6 separate regions of the Mus musculus genome follow, and regions 2, 3, 4, 5 and 6 are each linked to region 1. Evidence: chromatin contacts called from public HiCAR-type, HiChIP or PLAC-seq and promoter capture Hi-C data. All regions are on one chromosome and are shown on one strand. The core of a region is the stretch at or near the end of the contact, and the rest is flanking DNA. Distances in the headings are between cores, read along the strand shown.

Region 1 (2,928 bases), core at 302-2,801:
CTGCACCCCTCCTCAAGGAGCACAGGCCCTTCCCCCAATGGGAGTACTCTTCCCTTCCAGGTCCCGTTGGAGTCCCAGGCCACCCTCCGGAGGTTTAAACCTCCATTCCCTGAGGACCAGCCCTCGCCACCCTACCATCTCATCTCTCATTGTTCTGCAGAATCCTGTTCCCCCAACACTAACTCCCACAGCAGCAGAGTCCCTTCCCCGCTTGGGCGGTCACCACTGTACTTCCGACTCTGGAAAGCCTCCCTTCGCTACTTTCTCCCTGCAGCTACCTGCTCAAGATAGGCTACTCCGTTTATGAAACCTGCCTCTCTCTCCTGGGCTGAGTCTCTCAGCTGTTTGGCAGGGACTTTGGGACACCTGCTCTGGTTATGTTTGCAGACACTGCCTGACCTCTCAAACAGAAAGTAACATTCCACCTTCAGAAAGAAGGTAGTGGGATCGTCTCCAAGCTGGGTCTGATGGGAGATGGGTGCCCGAGGTATTACTAAGACACAACTCAAACCTCATTTGTGAAAGAAATTTCTTGTTTACACAAAGGGGTGGGAGGGGCCCACCATCCTGGCCATGCTCTGAGAAAGAATCCGGTCCTTTGGCAACATGAAGGCAAGGACCCCACTGAACCAGGCTCTGGGACCCTGGAAGGAGCGCTTATTCCACCCGTCCCGGGACAAGCTTAAGAAAAAGCGCTTGCACAAGAAGTACGCTACACGCGTGGGCATTTAGGGATTTGAGGTCAGTTTCAGGGGCTCCTTCTTGTGGTCCCTGCCCGCGGCTTTGCTTAGTTTCAACGACCTCCCAATACGGTCCCCTAGTAGCCCCAAACACGAGAAAGAGAAATCGCATTCTGGTGGTCATGCGGGAATCTGGGACCTCCCCACAACCCAAAGTTTCCCCCCCATCTCCAGCGAACCCACCAAGTGCCCCCTTTACAATCTCACAACCTCCGGCTCACTCTACACCAGTGAAGACTAGGAATAAATCCACGATCTGGCCCCGCACCTGCGGGGTTCTCCAATTTGGAGGGGGCGTGGATGGTGCCAAGGTCAGGACTCTGCGTGCGGCCACGCGGGAGAGGCTGCAAGCGGTCCGACCACGCGGTGCAGCCGGCTTCCCAGGAGCCCCACCAGGCTTGGGGCGGAGGGGAATGACCAGGGGTCCCGGCAGAGCCGCGGCTGTCCACTCACCATTATGGGAGTGAGATGCAGGCGACAGTAGCAGCAGCAGCAGCGCGGAGAGCGCCGTAGTGGGAGGCATGGTTGTGCTCGCCCGGGGACTCCGAGCAGGTGGCTGCGGCGCTGGCGCAGGGTCGCGCGTCCGGACAGCGGGAGCGTCGGCGCCGCTCCGGGAGGCCTGGCGACGGCCGCGAACTCCGGAGTCGCGATCCGGCCGCTCCTCCTGCCTACCGCAGAGCTGGGCTGGGACACGGAGCCAGCAGCGACGAGCGAAGGTGTCTGCGGCCCGGGCGGTGTCTGCGCCGCTGCGGCCCCGCGCACGTTGCTGCGAAGACTCCCGCCCCGTCCCGTCCGCGCTGGCCTCCGCCCCCTCCCCCAGGAGCTCGCCCACAGCGGCGGCGGGGTCGGGCGGGGCGGCGGCTGGGCGGGCGCTGGGCTGCGAACAATAAGCAGAGGAGGAAACTCCGCCCTGGAGCGCGGCGGGCGGGGGAGCAGGGGCTGGCGGTCCCGGGCAGTGCGTGTGTGAGTGAGTGTGTGTGTGTGTGTGTGTGTGTGTGTGTGTGTGTGTGTGTGTGTGTGCCTGTGAATCTGTGCTCACGCTGTGTATACTTGCCTGCGCGCGCGCCAGGGACCCTGTCAGACAATCAATCCATGCCGCGGATGTCCTACACATTGCTTTTGCAGGGGATCAGCCCGGATCCTCCATAATGCTACCGCCCTTACAACGCAGGCACAGGCCCCCCCAGTCTGGAAGTTCCGATAAGAACCGACCCTTCCAGGCCCCCAGACCTCAGCGCCTTCCTGCGGCAGAACAAGGGAAGCAGGTCCCCTGCCCAGCAGGTGCCTGGATCTCGTGCAGTCCCCAAGTCTGTCCTCCGGGATGAGCCCCGTACCATCTGGACGGGTTTTTGTTTTTGTTTTTGTTTTTGTTTTTGTTTTTAACCTCTCCCACCGATGTACAAATGGATGCGACTCTTTTAAGGCAAAAATTTCAGCGCTTAATTCGTGCGCGTCTGTGTTCTAAGTGCTTTGCACGTATTAATTCGCTTGCTCTTCACGGCAGTCACATTTTTAAGCCTCGTTTTGCAGACAGAAAAATAGAGTTAAAAAAATAGTTTAAAAAGTTGTTTAAGATCCCTTAGGTGGTAAATAGCAGCCTTACTTCTGAGATTAATCTGGAAAAATACTTTGCACAGAGCCCGTAATACTGTAATTGAGCCATAAGAAATAATATTGCTGAATAAAAAGCAGCAATGGAGATTTAAGGGCCTCGGCGTCAAATCCAACCTGGGCTCAAAACCTAGTTGGGCTAACTCACTCTGAGTGCTTTGATTCTTTACATACGAAGAACAAGGCTAACAACACTTCCAACAGCTGCTGAGACACTTGCTTGGGAGACGCACTTAGCGTAGGGCCAGAACCTTGAACAGCCTTAATGAAAGAAGCAGCTTTCGCTCGTGAGAAACCCATAGACCTGAGGTGGGAGATCGGAATTGGAGAATCTCATAAATGGAGAATCTCATAAACCCGAGTTTACTCTGTGAAAGGACAAAGAAGCTCGCATCCTATTCGTTTGGGGAGGCGGGGAGGCTTTGCGGGCTGCAGACTCAGTGGAGTCCCCTGCAGAGGTGGCACTCTCATCTCGGGATACAAAGCTGAAGGGGGAGGGGAGGCTGACACGGAAAGGATATGGTGAAAATTTGTCACACATGACTCCTGGGTTGCTAATCCGGAGTCTTTCTGTCAG
Region 2 (2,928 bases), core at 161-2,660, 2.9 Mb after region 1:
TCAAATGAGCAGGCATCCTAAGGTTCAGAGTACCCTCAAATGTCAAATGCTGTATGGCTGTTAGGATTGGTTTTGCATGGCTGCCGTTACCCTTCCTGAGGAGAAAGCTTTGATACTACAGGGCAGCGGAAATGTTTTCTGGTCCATCTGCCCTCATGAAGAAGAGGAAGAACAGGTTGGCAGGTGTGTACGATTGGGCAGATTCCTTCTCCAGCTGTTCTGACCTGAGAATCCACTGGCTAAGACAAGTAGCCACACCTGAGCCATCCAGGAGGTAGAGTTTAACTTTGCTAAGCCACCATCACTACAGCACTGGGTTCACACACCATCACTCCAGCCGACAGAACTCACTGTCCTTGAGAGACGCTCTCTCAGAAAGGGGTAGCTGCAACTATCATGAGCTAAAATGCATAAATGGGACATACAGCTTGCTACAAGCAGGCCATCATGACACCAGTTCATGGTGTGTCAAGATTTTCATCCTAAATAACTGATCTGAGCACCCATTAGCTGGTCACAAACTTATTGGACTTGTTTATAGAATTAACTAGGTGAGTTCAGAAGACACTAAGTGGAACAGCTTTCAGAAACCAAGAAGGGGAATTTTCCCGTCTGCTCAGGCACACATAACATTTCTTATCTTTCTCATTCACGTTTTGACACACGTTTCAGACCTTGTGTGGTAGTTCAAGCCTGCTTAGTAGCTTCCAGCTCTGGTACCAGACCCGAGTGACAAGCTGGCATTTTCATAGGTTTAATTTCAGAAACTGTAGTGTACCATTTTCTACTTTTCTAACCTCTTCGCCCTTCTTGTACTTTTAGGATATCCTATTATTCGCTTCTCTTCTCTTCATAATGTTAGGAGAAAGTAAGAATGAGCGACTATCTGTAAATAGGACACTTTAAAGGTTTTCATTTTAATCTCTGTTTTCGACGCACAGGCGTGCCAAACAAGCTTTCGTGAGGATCTACCGGGTTCAGCCTAGGTAGGACCTGAAATTTTCCGTTAACTAGAAGAAGTATCCCTTCATCTGCTGACCCGCTTTTCACAGCAGGTGTGTTTCAATTTCGAGAACTTCAAACAGGTCTCTGGACGGCAAAGCTAGCAGCCCACAAACATTGCCCCGGCGATGCTCAGGGGTTTGGGTCTCTACGACTAAAGCCCGCCTGCCTATGTCCGAAACTACCATCTTATTGGTCTATCCGTGCGTCTGTTTCCTCATTAAACCAATCATAGCTTCCCTTCTTACCCCAGGGACTTGAGAAACCGGAAAGAACCTCCGGCTGGTCGCTGGCCAGAGGGCGGGGCCGTGAATGAGTGACAACTCTGTCTTCCAATACCCAGCGCTATCGGTTCTGACCATTTTGGCTTCTAGGCTACAAAAGAGCGTTGATGCCGGCTGTAGCGATGAATCCTCACTGGCGTCTGCAGCACGGCGTTACCGAGGACCGGCTGCTACTGGTAGTTTCCTTGCAGGTGAGTGGCTTCGTTGTAATTGTTACAGTTGTGAGGATTTCTTTTCTTTCATGAGTGGCTTGCTGTTCTATCGTGAGAAGGCCGGTTGCTACCTTGCCCGGCTTTAGTATCTGGTGGGAACCTGATGCCCGCTTCAAGCGAGACCCTCCCGAGTACCCCAGCTCTCAGCTGGCCCTTTCTCAGCGAGCATCTCTCAGGAACAGTGAGTTCTGTCGGCTGGAGTGATGGTGTGTGAACCCAGAGCTGTAGTGATGGTGGCTTAGCAAAGTTAAACTCTACCTCCTGGATAGCTCAGGTGTGGCTACTTGTCTTAGCCAGTGGATTCACTGGAAGGAAGCAGGTGTAGGGCGAAGGCAGACCTTGATCCTAAAAGTGTAAGTTAAGGGGGGAAATATCATGGAAGGCAAAGAGGTTGTTGCATATTCAGGAGTCTCAGGAACCATATTCCGGGTTCAGGGGAACACTACCCCCTCCCCAGCACACACGCGTGCACGCCCGACCACCACTATCATGGCCAAAAAGTGTCATTTCTTTTTGTGCTAAGGGGTAGGAGCAAGTATTTCACTACAGTAAGTCAAAAGAAATGCAAAATTGTAATGAAGTTTATTATTAGACTTTGCAGGATGGAGCCCCCCCCCCCAAATTAGGAAGGGTTTATAGCCCGTGAATGGGGGAAATGGTTCTAGAATATTAACTAACAGAATTCCGACGCCTTCGGGAGGAAATAAAAAGTAAATGGTTACATTTCAGCAGCAGGTACAAACGTTTCTATAATAAAAGTCGTGTTAGTTTGTCTGTAAAACTGAATTTTCACATTTTTTTAAAAGAATTGTTTATTTTATGTATATAAGTACATTGTAGCTGTATTCAGACACACCAGAAGAGGACATCTGATCACTTTACAGATGGTTGTGAGCCACCATGTGGTTGCTGGGAATTTAACTCAGGACCTCTGGAAGAACCGGCAGTGTTCCTAACCTCTGAGCCATCTCTCCAGCCCAATTTTCACATTTTTTTCAAGACTGTTTTATGTGTATGATTTTTTTGCCTGAATGTATGTATGTGTACTCTGTGTACGCCTAGTGTCCATGGACCACCCCCCCCCCCCCGGAACTGGAGCAAATGTCTATGAGCCCCCCTGCAGGTGCTAGGAAGGGAACCCAGTTCCTCTGGAAGAGCAGCCAGTGCTCCTGACCACTGAGCCATCTCTCCAGCCCAGTTTCCACATCGTTTAAAAAGGCAGAAGTTACATTTCTAAGGCCCATGCCTTTATTAAAGGCTATGTAAAATTAAAGATAATTAGACAATTTTTCACTATCATGTCTACAAGGAAACTCTCACTGTATTGACCTCTGTATGAAGTCTATAGCAAATAAAAGTGTCCGGCTTCAAGGACATATTCTTTTGTGCCCATATTTAAACTGAACCAAACTAACCAGATCATTGTAAAA
Region 3 (2,928 bases), core at 303-2,802, 2.8 Mb after region 1:
TTGGGCCAGAGCGAGCAGGGCTGACCAGAGAGAGCAGAATTGACCAGAGCAAGTAGAGGTCCCAAAAATTAAATTCCAAACAACTACATGAAGGCTCACAACCATCTGTACAGGTACAGTGTACTCACATACATAAAATAAATAAATAAATCTTTGAAAACAAAAAGAAAGAAAAGAAGGGAGGGGAGGAGGGAAGCAGGTGAGGGGGGAGGAGGAGGAGGAGGAGGAGGGGAGGGGGAAGTAGGAATGAGGGAAGAACAGGAGGGTGGGGAGCAAGGGGGAGGGGTGAGGAGGGAGGAGGAGAAGGAGAATTTTAGTAGTAAAAGATCATGTCGAAATGACTAATAGGTAATCTCTACTTCTAGACCAATTTACTCCCATGATCTTACAGCAATTGTGTGAACACAGATGAAATTACACACTCACACAGCCACGCCTGACACAGAGGCTACTATAACCGCACATAATGTTACTCTGTGTTTACTTTTGTGTTAAGGAAGTTGAGATTATGATTCTTTCTTCTTTGGTCCAGCCTCACATTACTGCTTTTCAAATTCATACATTAAAAAGAGTGACTGGCCCAACTTGGGATCCATCTCATGGGAGGGCGCTAAGGTCTGATACTATTGCTGATGCTGTGTTGTCCTTACAGACAGGAGCCTGTATGACTGTCCTCTGAGAGGCCCTACCAGCAGCTGACAGAGACAGAGGCGGATACACCCAACCGTTGGACTGAGGTCTGGGACCCCTATGGTTGAGTTAGGGGAAGGACTGAAGAAGCTGAAGGGAAGAGTGACCCCATAGGAAGACCAGCAGTCTCAGTTTATCCGGATTCCAGGGAGCTCCCAGAGACTGAGCCACCAACTAGGAGCATACACGGGTTGGTCGGAGGCCCCTGGCAAAAATACAGCAGAGGTCTGCTTGGTCTGGCCTCAGTTGGAGAAGATGTGCCTAATCCTTGAGAGGCTTGAAGCCCCAGGGGAGGGGGAGGTCTGCGGGGGCACCCTCTCGGAGGCAAGGGGGAGGAGGAATGGGATGAAAAATTTTGGGAGGGGGGACAAAAGGGGGGACGGGAATGTAAATAAATAATAAAAATTGAAAAAAAATTCTGCAAGGACATCCGTCAATTGATTTCCCACCGATATCTCTTGTTATCAATATTGTAGCTAGTGAAATAGTGGTTTCAGAAATAATTGATGTGGCTAGTCTGACAGTAGTGGGTTATCAGTACTAATCGATATCAGAATGATTGCTATATGCCTCCTTGTTTGCCTTGAATTTTTTTTCCCTAGCTGAAAACTTGTTGGACCCCTAGAGTATGTGCACTCTCGAAGCAATGACCTTCCTTAAATAAACTTATGCATTCATCTTTCACTGCCTGTTATTTTTGTCCACACACCTGTGCGGGCACTGCTGCGGGAGCCTTGCACTCTGCAGCAGGGAAACTTAGTATTCTGCAGTGTTTACTGCTGGTCAACCCTACGAAAAACCGAAATGCACTTCCTGTGCCAGTGCCCGCCCCCAGGCTGTGGCTGCTAGCCAGTAGGAAGAAGAGCCTGTCTCCTCAAGGACACGGAACCAGTTGCCAGACTCCTAATTTAGGCAAAGGCTCCCGTCTGTTCCCTTTGAACCGTTTCTGCAGCAACCATGGCCGCCTTCGTGACGCTCCTTACCGGAGCCAAGATGCCCATTGTGGGCCTGGGCACCTGGAAGGTGAGTGCGCAGTTTTTGGGCAGCTGCTTTTTTCAAGTGGGGACAGGTCTTGGCACGTCTTCCTCTTTGCATAGCATTTGCCTGCCGGGTGGGGGTTGGGGTCGGGTAAGGCTGGAACTCTACAGCCTTGACCCAAGTTGCTTTCAGTTTTTGTGCTGCTTCAGGCCTCAGAGCTGGCGTCTAACTTCCCTAACAAGTGTCGGGATCCCAGCTGTTCCTGGATTTTTACAAAGTACAGCAAACCATCATCTCCAGGCAGTTATTCTCGTCGCAAGCTTTTCCTCAGAATTACTTCACAGTTTACAAGTTTTGGCTGTGTATTTATTTCTGGTTGAATTATTTAGAACGAGAACGCTGAGCTCCAAATGACCCAGCTGCCCTTGCTACCCATGCTGAAGGACCCCATTACCTACTTCAGAGTAGTCTGGGAGCCTGTGAAAGCCCAGTCTCAGACCCCAGCCCAGGCACGTTCACTTTCCAAAGACCCCACTAGTTCCCACATGTTAAAGCCCGAGCAGGATCAGGGTGGCAGAGAGACTGAGCGAGAGTCAGCTCAGGTCCCACCCTGGCTGTGTTCAACTCACCTGGCAAGTTTCTCCGAGGCTCATCTCAATGCTTAGTGAAACGGTTTTGGACCAAGCCAGAAATTACACATCCATCAAAACAATAACTAATCACTTGCAGATCTCCAGGGAATCAACTCACATGGAAAACTTCACAGAGATGAACTTTCAGAATTTCAACAGCAGACGCAGACTGTAAAGGAGTTGGGCTCAGGATGAGTAGCCCGTGCTGCCAGCAGTGCGCGTGCAGGGGGGCGGGGCTTTCAGCCTGGACCTCAGTGCCTCTGAGTGGCTGGAAGCAATTCCTTGTCCCAGTGATGGCGCAGCTGTTGCTGTTTTATGATCTTTTAAAAATTAGATTTATTTTTTATTTAAATTTCAAATGTTATCCCCTTTCCTGGTCCCCCCTCCAGAATCCCCCTATCCCATCCCCCCTCCCCCTGCTTCTTCCCTCACCTACCCACCTACTCCCACCTCCCCACCCTCGAATTCCCCTACACTGGGGCATCAAGCTTTCACAGGACCAAGGGCTTCTCTTTCCATTGATGCCCGACAAGGCCATCCTCTGCTACATATGCGGCTGGAGCCATGAGTCTCTCCATGTGTACTCTTTGGTTGGTGGTTTAGTCCCTGGGAGGTCTAGGGTGTCTGG
Region 4 (2,928 bases), core at 263-2,762, 2.8 Mb after region 1:
AAGTAACAGAAATGTCTGAGAAGAAACCAAAACGATCTATACATACAAATGTATGTTATTTTAAACAAACACCCAGCTCTCTGAGGCTGTCACATGCGCTCTAGCCACTGGCTTATGAATGCTTACTCCTTATTTATCTCAGAACTGATCTCAAAATGCTGGCCCATGAGACGATTTTTCTAAAGCGATGAGCTTGGTTTTTGGAGAAATGGGACAGAATTAAAGTATCATCATCCTACCCATAATTTGGGTCATGTATTATAAAACTACTGTAGTTACATGTGCCTGTGTGTGCTGTGTCCAGTAGCTGTGTTTGCTATGGCAGGGAAACCGTCTTTCTTATCATTCCACCACACCGAATTCAACCTGGTATCACGGTTGTAATTCAATCATACCTTTGCAGTCACCAAGGACCCTCTGTAAGGAAACAAAAGCCGCACTTGCTAATCTACTGGCTTAGATACACGTTCTGAGAAAGACAAGTCTATGACCTGTTTCTTATTCTCCATTTGCATTACCCGTTGTTTTAACTGTAGTTTGGGTAGAAACAGACTCTGTCTGGTTTCAAACCATTTAAATTCAACCCTACCTGATTTTCTCTTACCTTCACTGTGTCTAAGTGCCCAGGTCCACCATACTCAAGGTTCTTAAAGATCGAGGTCACAGCATCGGTCTATAATATATAATACAACTACCCTGCAAGTAGCTTAAGAGCTAGGTTTTTCTGCTTCAGCAATAACACCAAAAATTGGTTCCTTAGTTGCCAAATAATCAAATCAGTTATAATTTTTGGTTTTTAAATATCGGTTCTTTCTTTTTGTATTTCACTATGATGTATCTGGCCCTCTTCTCAACTCTGCTGTGTTGTGTTGAGGTTTTGGGGATATCTCGCCTGAAGTCTTCTTATTAGTGGGTGGCACCCAGCAACGCGGAAGTCAGATTAATTCTCCAGGAGTTCCGCACCCATTAAGAACTGCACTCAGAGACTTAGAGGACAGAGAAACAAGCTGGTTCCTGGCAAGCTCTCGCCTGCTAATTTAATTATCTCAGGCCCATTGGCCCAAGTGGCTCATTCCCGAGAGGGCAACATCTGCGCCAAGTGAGGTCAATTCACTCGTGAGGCTGGGGCGCCACAGGTGCCAGATGACAAATCTAGGGCTCTGCTTCAATCCCTCTCACCCGGGTCACCGTGGGTGTGTCTCCACCTGGGGCGCCCACGCGGACTCGAGCGCTGCTCGCCCGAAGCCCCACACGCCGGGCCGCAGCCAGATACGCTCACAGGCCCCGCCACGCGAGCCCCGCTCCGCGCAGGCCGCTCAGGGTCACCCAGCGGGCGGCGGGTCGCACCCTGATGCATGCCTACCTTCCAGGTGCCCAGGCCCAGGGTGGGCATCTTGGTGCCGTTGTTGAGTTCCAGATGGCTGGCCATGATCGCTGCACGTTACAAACCCGGACCGGCAAATGTGCAGCGCTGGCTCGGGCGCGCACCTTTAAATAGCCCCAACGGCCTGTAGAAAGAACGCCTGCCATTGGTTGCACGGCTGAGAGACGGATCCTTCTGATTGGTCGATGCCGCGGTTCTGAAGGGGTCGGCGAGGATGCTTCTTTCCCTAGGTCCTAGCGGCACGGAATTCTCCAGCTGCTCTGCTTGCGCCCCACGTGGCAGTGTTTGCCCGCTGTTGTAGCACCAGACGGAAAGCTCTGAAAATAACCAGCAGACTAGAGATAAGGAGACTGGGGAGAAGTTTTGGTTTCGTTTTCGAGCCCAGAAGAAGACGTCTGTGTCTTTTCTAATCTCAGAATGACACTCTTCTGGAATCTTACACATCTTGCTTTGAATCTGATGGAGCAGATAGGCGTCAGGTGTATTTAAGAGCGTTCCCCCCCCCCCTTAGATTAAAAGTTAAATTTCAGGTGTACTTAAGCACTCCCATCCCCGCTATTAAAATGATTGCAACCGGTTTTGCAGAGAACTACGAAATACCCGTTTGTAGTACCTTTCTACCACTACCGGTGTCTGAACATGTTTAGTCTGGTTCAACAAGACTTGATGCAAAAATCCATAACCGTTAAGCTATGATCTCCCATAAGTTTCATCTCTGGATCACACATAAGTGATTTTGGAAAGTAAGACTCTTAAGCGGAAGGTTCCAGTATAATAAGTTGGCTAAACTCTGGAGGAAAAGTGAAAAGTCAGAGAACAAAAAAGTGAACAATCCCATAGTAGGAAAAGTCCATTCTCATACAGCAATGATTCCATGTTAGGGGGTACGAAATAAATCAGTTGTATTAGGTAGAAAAACAAAAGACTTTTCCTAAAATAATCTGAGTTGCCCCAAGAACTATGACGGCAATTTTGGCACTCGTCCAACACCCCTCTGAGTGATGGTCTGTTTCATTCCAGTCTCCTTCTGCTGGGTCATGCTCCAGTTGCCCCCTGATTACGCAACAGGGACAACTGCATCTGCAAGGTAATGAGTCAGGAACCCCACCTCTCTAAATCCCATTCTGGTGATTTTCCAGTCGGTGCCCTCTTAAAAAGTGGCACTTCTCCACTCCCACCCCAGGGAAAATTTATAAAGAACAGATATTTTCCACTTGAGTTTTATTAACAAAACCAATCCCCACAACTGGTGGCATGTGGAAATTCTGGTGTACTTTTTCTCTAATTAATAGTATTTGAATTTGAGTCTAGTTCTGGGGATTTGGTTTGTGTAAGATAACAGGTGACCTGACGCCCACCACTTGTCCTCTGTGAAATCCCTCTTGGCATAGAGACTTCTCTGCCTTTTGAACCTCCTGGGTCCAAACACAAAGAGCTGATTGATGTCTTGTGAAGTGATGCTCTTGCTCTGTGTGGCAGCTCACATCTCTTTACTTGACATTAAGAAAATAAAGGGGAAAGGACCGAGATGTTGTAGTCAACCT
Region 5 (2,928 bases), core at 258-2,757, 2.7 Mb after region 1:
TTTGGATATATGAAATGAAGGTCTTGTCAGACGACATTATTTGTGGCCTTATGTGAATTAGTGCCTTAGCCAGTGCTGTATCCCAGAAGCCTGAAGGAGAATTCTGCTGTCCCCAGCGGCGCTGGAGGGATGACACTTTTACACCAGCCACGCGGCTGTTTGTTTGGATCTCGCCACACTCCTCTGCAGCATTTCATTGTCATGGACATCATGTAGCAGCGAGGCAGCTGAGAGATGGAAATGAGCTCCCAATTTGTCTTTGGAAATTTTTCTCCATTATGAGACTAGAAAGATTAAAGGGATAATAACACCTTATACCCATATCATGCTTCCCTCCCAGCAAAGAGCTTTCATATGCACATTATCTTATTTGAGCCTCGCAATAGTCCTGTGGGATAGTTATAATTGGAATTATTATTCATTTGAGGGGTAAAAAAAGTCTCTATAACTATGGAAACTTATGCCTTTTCCTTACTCATTTTTTAAACCACTAACCTTTCCATTGTCTCAAAATCCTAGAAGGGGGCCAGAGAGGTGGCCCAGCAGGTAGGAGTGCATGCTGGTCTTGCAGAGGATCTGAGTTCACAGCAACTCATATCTCCTGTGACTTTAGTACCGGAGGAATATCAACACCTCTGACCTCCGTGAGCATCTTCACCTATACACACATACCCAAACCTGTGTGCGTATGACAGTTGAAAGGAAAAACAACTTTGTAAAACTTTGGAGGTTTTGGAGGTCTGGGTGGTGGCTCAGCAGCTAAGAGCGCTTACTGTCATTGCAGAGGATCTGGGGTTAGTTCCTAACACTCATATGGTGGCTCACAACTGTCTATGGCTCAAATTCCAGGGTATCTGATGCCCTCCTTGGCTGGCCTCCATGGGCTCTTGCATAAACTCATACAAGCACGTGAGATAAACAATTTCTTAAAATCCAAGAAGGGTATATGAAGCACAGTGATAAGCAGAGAATTCCCGCGCTCAAGGTCAGCTATTTTCTAACAATTTCCCATCTCTGAATTTAGGATGCAAGCGTTAAGACATTGGTATTAGACTGCTGCCAAGCAGAGGCACACAGAAACTGTCCATTTCAGTGCAGCTTGTTTGGGGGTGGTTTAAAAAAAAAAAGAAGACGAAGTAAACTAAAATCATAGATTGTGCACAGCTAGCCGCCCAGTGGGTTACTATAAACTAGGCACAGGGCTAACAAACACTAGGGAGAAATGGCCACATTTGATGAGGGTTCAGGGGAGCCCAGTTGCAGCAGGCTTTCCCAGAAGAGGCACTGGGAGAGCCTAATCCTCGATGGATCCCCTCGAGCAGGTGGAAATGTATCAATGGGACTCGGGCCTGATGTTAATCCTGAGCCTACTGCGCTCCATGCAAGTAAGCTAAAATGAGGGCTGAAACATTCACTGTGTTGCTGTTGCATCCAGATCAGCATTTAGTTCCCAGGCTGCTCCTTCGATGCCAGCCAGCCAACTGAACAGCCTGCTTTTTCTGTGGTCTGTTTTCTAACAGTGTATTGTGTTCTCAGTGTGTGTACTGAATTCGGTAGGACTGGATTAGAATAATGTCTGACTGCAGCTCTCCTTGCAGGAAGAGAGTCCTCCAACTGAGCTCTCCCAGGGTCTTGGGGAGGGAGCCTCTGCTGTGCTCCCTTCTGCACCAACTCAGCCATCCTATGTGCACCCAGGTGATGCATAAGCTGCTCCCAAGAGAAGCAGCAGGCCTTTGAACGAGGTAGTTCTTTTCATAGTTGTTTGTCATGTGTTTTCGTTCCCCTCCTGGGTGGAGTATTACTAACAGGATTAATAAACAAAAAATATCAATACCGTGAATACTGACACATAGATTCTCTAGGAGTGTGATTTATCACTGGCCTTGGGAAGCAAAGTCATGTGACATACCCTTTCATGCTGCCAAGAAGAAAGCAATGTTTTGTGCACATCTGGGGCTCCCATCATCACTTTTTAGGGGTGCAGATGAAGGAGGAGGTGCTAATTCTGGGAGCTTACGTAAACTCCATAGCACCAGTAGCACTTGACATAGGATTTTCTGATCAGGCTGGGTCTTAGAGCTTTTCTCTCTTGTGTAGAGCTGACATTTGAAGGTGCACTTGTTCCACTGCTGGAGAAGTCATTAGCTGAAACTTTAAAGTGAAATTTCCTCCAAAAAGATAAGGATCTTTTTACAGATTTTCAGAGTGTCTAGAGAGATGCCTAAACTCTAAGTACCTGTTTGGAAGTGTGGGGTTGGAATTTGTAAAGTGTGGGGGTTAGATAGGAAGAGGTGATAATTTGAAATAACTGTGGCAGTCCCTTATGCAACAATTTTGGGTGGATGGGGTACGTTTCCAGATTTGACTGTTTTGAGGAATTATTTGTTAAGCGGCATGAATGCATGCACATCTTGTGTGGGAGAGTCAGTCCTTGAAGCATCCTGGGGTCCAGAAGAGACCCTCTGGATAGCAGTTAAGATCTCAACTCCTAGCTTTGAAACTATCATTTCCATGACCATGGGTGTCTTAGTTAGGACTTTATTGTTGTGAAGAGACACCATGACCAAGGCAACTCTTATAAAAAAGAAACATTTAATTGGGGCTGGCTTATGGTTTCAGAGGTTTAGTCTTATCATTGTGGTGGGAAGCATGACAGTATGCAGGCAGACGTGGTTCTGGGAGAGCGAAGACTTTTACATCTTGATCCACATGTGTCAGAAGGGGACTGGGAGCCACACTGGAAGTACTTGAACATAGGAGACCTCAAAGCCTGCCCCTATAGTGACACATTTCCTCCAACAAGGCCACAGCTAATCCAACAAAGCCCTACTTCCTAATAGTGCCACCCCTATGGGCCAAGCACTCAAACACATATGTCTATGGGACCTTTTCAATCCACCACAATGGGTAAGTCATCTATTGTTTCTG
Region 6 (2,928 bases), core at 134-2,633, 2.5 Mb after region 1:
ATTGCCGTTAGCAAAGTTCCCTCTGCTACAAATGCTGATTAAGTTATTGAAGACACACATAGGGTTTGCGTTTTTATAATTTCTGCAAGAGCAGAGCGAACACTCTAGTCTTCTTAGTTAGGTGGATCCAGACCCTAAGGCAATGAGGTTGGAGAGAAATCCCTTGTCAAAATCGGTACCCACTAGGAAAAGAAATAACAGGCAAGGCAAACCTAGCAGAGAGATACTTTCATTGCGCCCTTTCCAGTTACGAGCCGCAAGATAATGAAGGAAGGTAATTCTGAAAGCTTTATGTCAGTTTTAATGGTCCCTCAAGCACTAAGAAAGATAATAGTCAATGGATGGTGTCCATAAGAATTTTTTCTCCTTTTCCCCTGACAGCCATTGATAGGATCATTTTGTATTTGTAATGGCTGTCACTGAAGCATGGAGAAATGGCCCAGTAAGGCCAGAGGATGAAGACAACTTCCCTGTCAGGATCTCTGTTGTCATTGCTATGGCAATAATAGTTGCTACAGTTCTCGTTCTGTTTTTCTATAGCATGTCTATTTTGTGGAGCTTAAGGCTATAGGATTTGGGTTTCATAAAATCACACTAGCAGAATGCCATGCCTTTTCTAATCCTTCAAGAAGAACATTTGATAAAACTATTCAGCAGGATGAAAATAATTACAGATGCAGGTCACTTGACTAATTATTGATGGAATACTAACCTCTTCACAGGGGTTCAGATACACTACAATTAGTTTGATTTATTTTCCTTTTCTCTCCTCCCTTTCCCTTCCTTCCCTTCCCCAATCTGCCCCTCTGGTCCCACTGCTAGCTTTTTTCTTCCCAAGGACCAGACTCAGAGTTGGACAGGTATGTAAATTAACTACAAATGAGCTCTTAAAATCCTTTGGTAGTTTCTCTTCATTATCTACAATGAAAGGAAAAGGAGAGGAGTCAGGTCTTTTCAATCTTCTATGTCACGGCCTCATCTCCTCCCACGGCGCTGTGCATAGTGTTAAATTTCATCTTTACTAGCTTTCCGACCGACAGAATTAGGGATGTCAAATGCTTCCAAAGTTCGATGGTGTGAATGAAGCCAGACTGGAGATGCTTGTGTGAATGTTATCAAATGTGAGGTGAACAAGCTCAAAGAAGGACAGGCAGCAAGAAGACAAAGAAAGTGGGTGGAGAAAAGGGATTAAAAGTACATGCAAAAAGGAACAACACTAGCCACTGAACGTAAAGAGGAAAATAAAAGAAGCAGCAGAACGCTGCAAAAGTGAACGCCAATGGAGACCTTGACAGAATGTGCAAGTACGGAAGCTTGGACTACAGCCCCCCAGAGTTCCTTGCAGCGCCGCGGGCCATGACGTCAGTCTCCTAGGCAACGCGTATAAACAAGATGGCGGCCTTCGAGCGAAATCCCTCGAGATGGAAAGGCACCCGTTTCAGGCGGGGTTTGGGCGCCTCTCGCATTGCAGCCCAGGCGATACTGTCGCTCACAGAAAAACAAAGTCAGGGCCGTTGGCCTTCTTTCCCCCTGGGTCTGAAGTCAAAAGGGACTTTCAGAAGCGCCTCCTCTTACCTCCTCCACCAGCTCATCCACCGCTCTCATGAGGCAGAAGCGGAGCAAGAAGAGAAGCAACAGGAGGACGGAGAATCTGAAGAGTCAGAGGAGTCCGAAATGCAGAATTTGGAGGTGTGCCTCCCCCCCTCCCCAACCCGCACCCCAGTCTCAGGCATCCTCCAGCCGCTCAACCTGGCTGCCTCAGCGGCAGCTTGCTTCTGCCTTCTCTAGCCCTGGGCTCAGCCCACTCCACTCTAGCCAGAGGGCAAGGGCTTTTCTTTGCTGCTTATTTTTATTCCCCCATTTCTCGTGTGCTTCACCTCCTGTCTTGGAGAAAGGGGGTGAAACCCTCCAAATATTTACTTTCTTTTCCTAGTTTCTTATCTGTCAGATTACACACTGTTATAACGGGGGGAAAAAAATCAGTGTACCAGTATGGGTTTAATGCTTTCAAAATTACGCATTGACAAAATTATGCGGGCCATTCATCTTCTTCCTTCCTCCAGGGTGGTTTAAAAAAAAATCCCAATGCTCTGCTGAAGACGAAATAATGTATACGTTTTATATGTTACTTCTGCTCGGGGTATTTGTGTGCCTATTTAAGCACTCCCACTCTTTCTGGTTAGAAGGGAGCCACAGCATGATCAGAGAGAGCCAGCTCACCCCTAGTTGGCAGAGTTTGGCTTATGGGGAGCGTTCCCAACGCTCTTAACTATTTTCCTAATCTCCTGATTCCACTTCCCTTCCCCACTTGACTGTATTCCCACACACCGACTGTCCTTCCTCATCCCTTCGCTTCCTTCCACCTTGCATTCCCTTACTCCTAGTATTGGCTTCTATTTATTGTGCTTTTTCAAAATCGTAGGTTGATCTGTTTCCCTCTCATACCCAGTTAGGCTTTTCTCTCTGTCATAGCTACTCAGAACCAACATCTTTCTTGATTTCACTTCTTGCCTTTTTTCGCTGCTCCCCCTTCTTTTCCCTCAGCTTCTTCACAAGCCACCTTTCTCCCCCTGTCAAACATGGCTCCTGGTTTGCCTTCTTTCTTGTCCTTCCTGCCTCTGACCTCCCGTTACTCCACTTCTGCCCTCCTTTCCCTGGGCTCTTGTCTCTAATGCCCTTTCCTGCACTTGGAATATTTGGCCTATTTCCCCCCTCATCCCTCTTTTTGTTTTTCCTAGTCTACATCTTTCTTCCTGGGCTGGTTGCATTCTAACGTTGCTTGAAGTTGGCTATAGCAGTGTGCTGGCAATGGCGTTCTTGCCATTCTCACCCGGCACTGAGAGGCAGAGATAGGGTGATTGTCGTGAGTTAGAGGTTAGCCTGGTCTACACACCCAGTTTCTGATTAGCTAGAAACACTGATAGAACC

The links. Promoter capture Hi-C pulls out the DNA fragments that hold promoters and counts their contacts. HiCAR-type assays count read pairs that join an accessible place to other places. HiChIP or PLAC-seq counts read pairs in DNA pulled down with a chosen protein or histone mark.
Region 2: a HiCAR-type map of astrocytes shows a contact between it and region 1, with 5 times the contacts expected there. The contact joins the promoter of Bpgm here to the promoter of Podxl in region 1. A contact is called at or near these places in 1 of 39 promoter capture datasets (second pharyngeal arch cranial neural crest) and 2 of 115 datasets of contacts at active chromatin or transcription factors (astrocytes and embryonic forebrain).
Region 3: a contact with region 1 is called in a promoter capture Hi-C map of hippocampal neurons, with 7 times the contacts expected there. The contact joins the promoter of Akr1b10 here to the promoter of Podxl in region 1. A contact is called at or near these places in 4 of 39 promoter capture datasets (the 3T3-L1 cell line, embryonic stem cells, hippocampal neurons and 1 more) and 1 of 115 datasets of contacts at active chromatin or transcription factors (embryonic forebrain).
Region 4: a contact with region 1 is called in a HiCAR-type map of astrocytes, with 8 times the contacts expected there. The contact joins the promoter of Akr1b3 here to the promoter of Podxl in region 1. A contact is called at or near these places in 3 of 39 promoter capture datasets (hippocampal neurons, maxillary cranial neural crest and second pharyngeal arch cranial neural crest), 2 of 115 datasets of contacts at active chromatin or transcription factors (astrocytes and embryonic forebrain) and 1 of 9 other capture datasets (embryonic stem cells).
Region 5: a promoter capture Hi-C map of hippocampal neurons shows a contact between it and region 1, with 12 times the contacts expected there. The contact joins the enhancer-like site here to the promoter of Podxl in region 1. A contact is called at or near these places in 6 of 39 promoter capture datasets (cranial neural crest, frontonasal cranial neural crest, hippocampal neurons and 3 more) and 4 of 115 datasets of contacts at active chromatin or transcription factors (embryonic forebrain, embryonic midbrain, forebrain and 1 more).
Region 6: an H3K4me3 HiChIP or PLAC-seq map of embryonic forebrain shows a contact between it and region 1, with 7 times the contacts expected there. The contact joins the promoter of Lrguk here to the promoter of Podxl in region 1. A contact is called at or near these places in 6 of 39 promoter capture datasets (the 3T3-L1 cell line, cranial neural crest, embryonic stem cells and 3 more), 3 of 115 datasets of contacts at active chromatin or transcription factors (embryonic forebrain, embryonic stem cells and stem cell-derived neural progenitor cells) and 1 of 9 other capture datasets (liver).

The regions. Positions count from the first base shown.
Region 1 is chr6:31,562,386-31,565,313 of GRCm38.p6, forward strand. Podxl (podocalyxin-like) reads right to left here and starts at 1,552. Exons shown (of 8, transcript NM_013723.3): 1 at 1,194-1,552. The coding sequence starts at 1,263.
Region 2 is chr6:34,474,946-34,477,873 of GRCm38.p6, forward strand. It overlaps Bpgm (2,3-bisphosphoglycerate mutase), which reads left to right and starts at 1,411. Exons shown (of 3, transcript NM_007563.5): 1 at 1,411-1,477.
Region 3 is chr6:34,382,695-34,385,622 of GRCm38.p6, forward strand. Akr1b10 (aldo-keto reductase family 1, member B10 (aldose reductase)) reads left to right here and starts at 1,553. Exons shown (of 10, transcript NM_172398.3): 1 at 1,553-1,713. The coding sequence starts at 1,648.
Region 4 is chr6:34,315,977-34,318,904 of GRCm38.p6, forward strand. Akr1b3 (aldo-keto reductase family 1, member B3 (aldose reductase)) reads right to left here and starts at 1,513. Exons shown (of 10, transcript NM_009658.3): 1 at 1,364-1,513. The coding sequence starts at 1,429.
Region 5 is chr6:34,269,459-34,272,386 of GRCm38.p6, forward strand. No RefSeq gene overlaps it. Among named protein-coding and RNA genes, the nearest start is that of Akr1b3, 47 kb to the right of the region's middle. Within about 2 kb of position 1,508, at least 20 of the 459 cell types and tissues checked have an H3K27ac peak or open chromatin away from gene starts, as enhancers often do. A contact at or near this core is called in forebrain and hippocampal neurons, where this site is marked.
Region 6 is chr6:34,028,065-34,030,992 of GRCm38.p6, forward strand. It overlaps Lrguk (leucine-rich repeats and guanylate kinase domain containing), which reads left to right and starts at 1,384. Exons shown (of 20, transcript NM_028886.1): 1 at 1,384-1,689. The coding sequence starts at 1,393. Gm38786 (a long non-coding RNA gene) reads right to left here and starts at 1,660. Exons shown (of 4, transcript XR_868961.1): 1 at 1,576-1,660.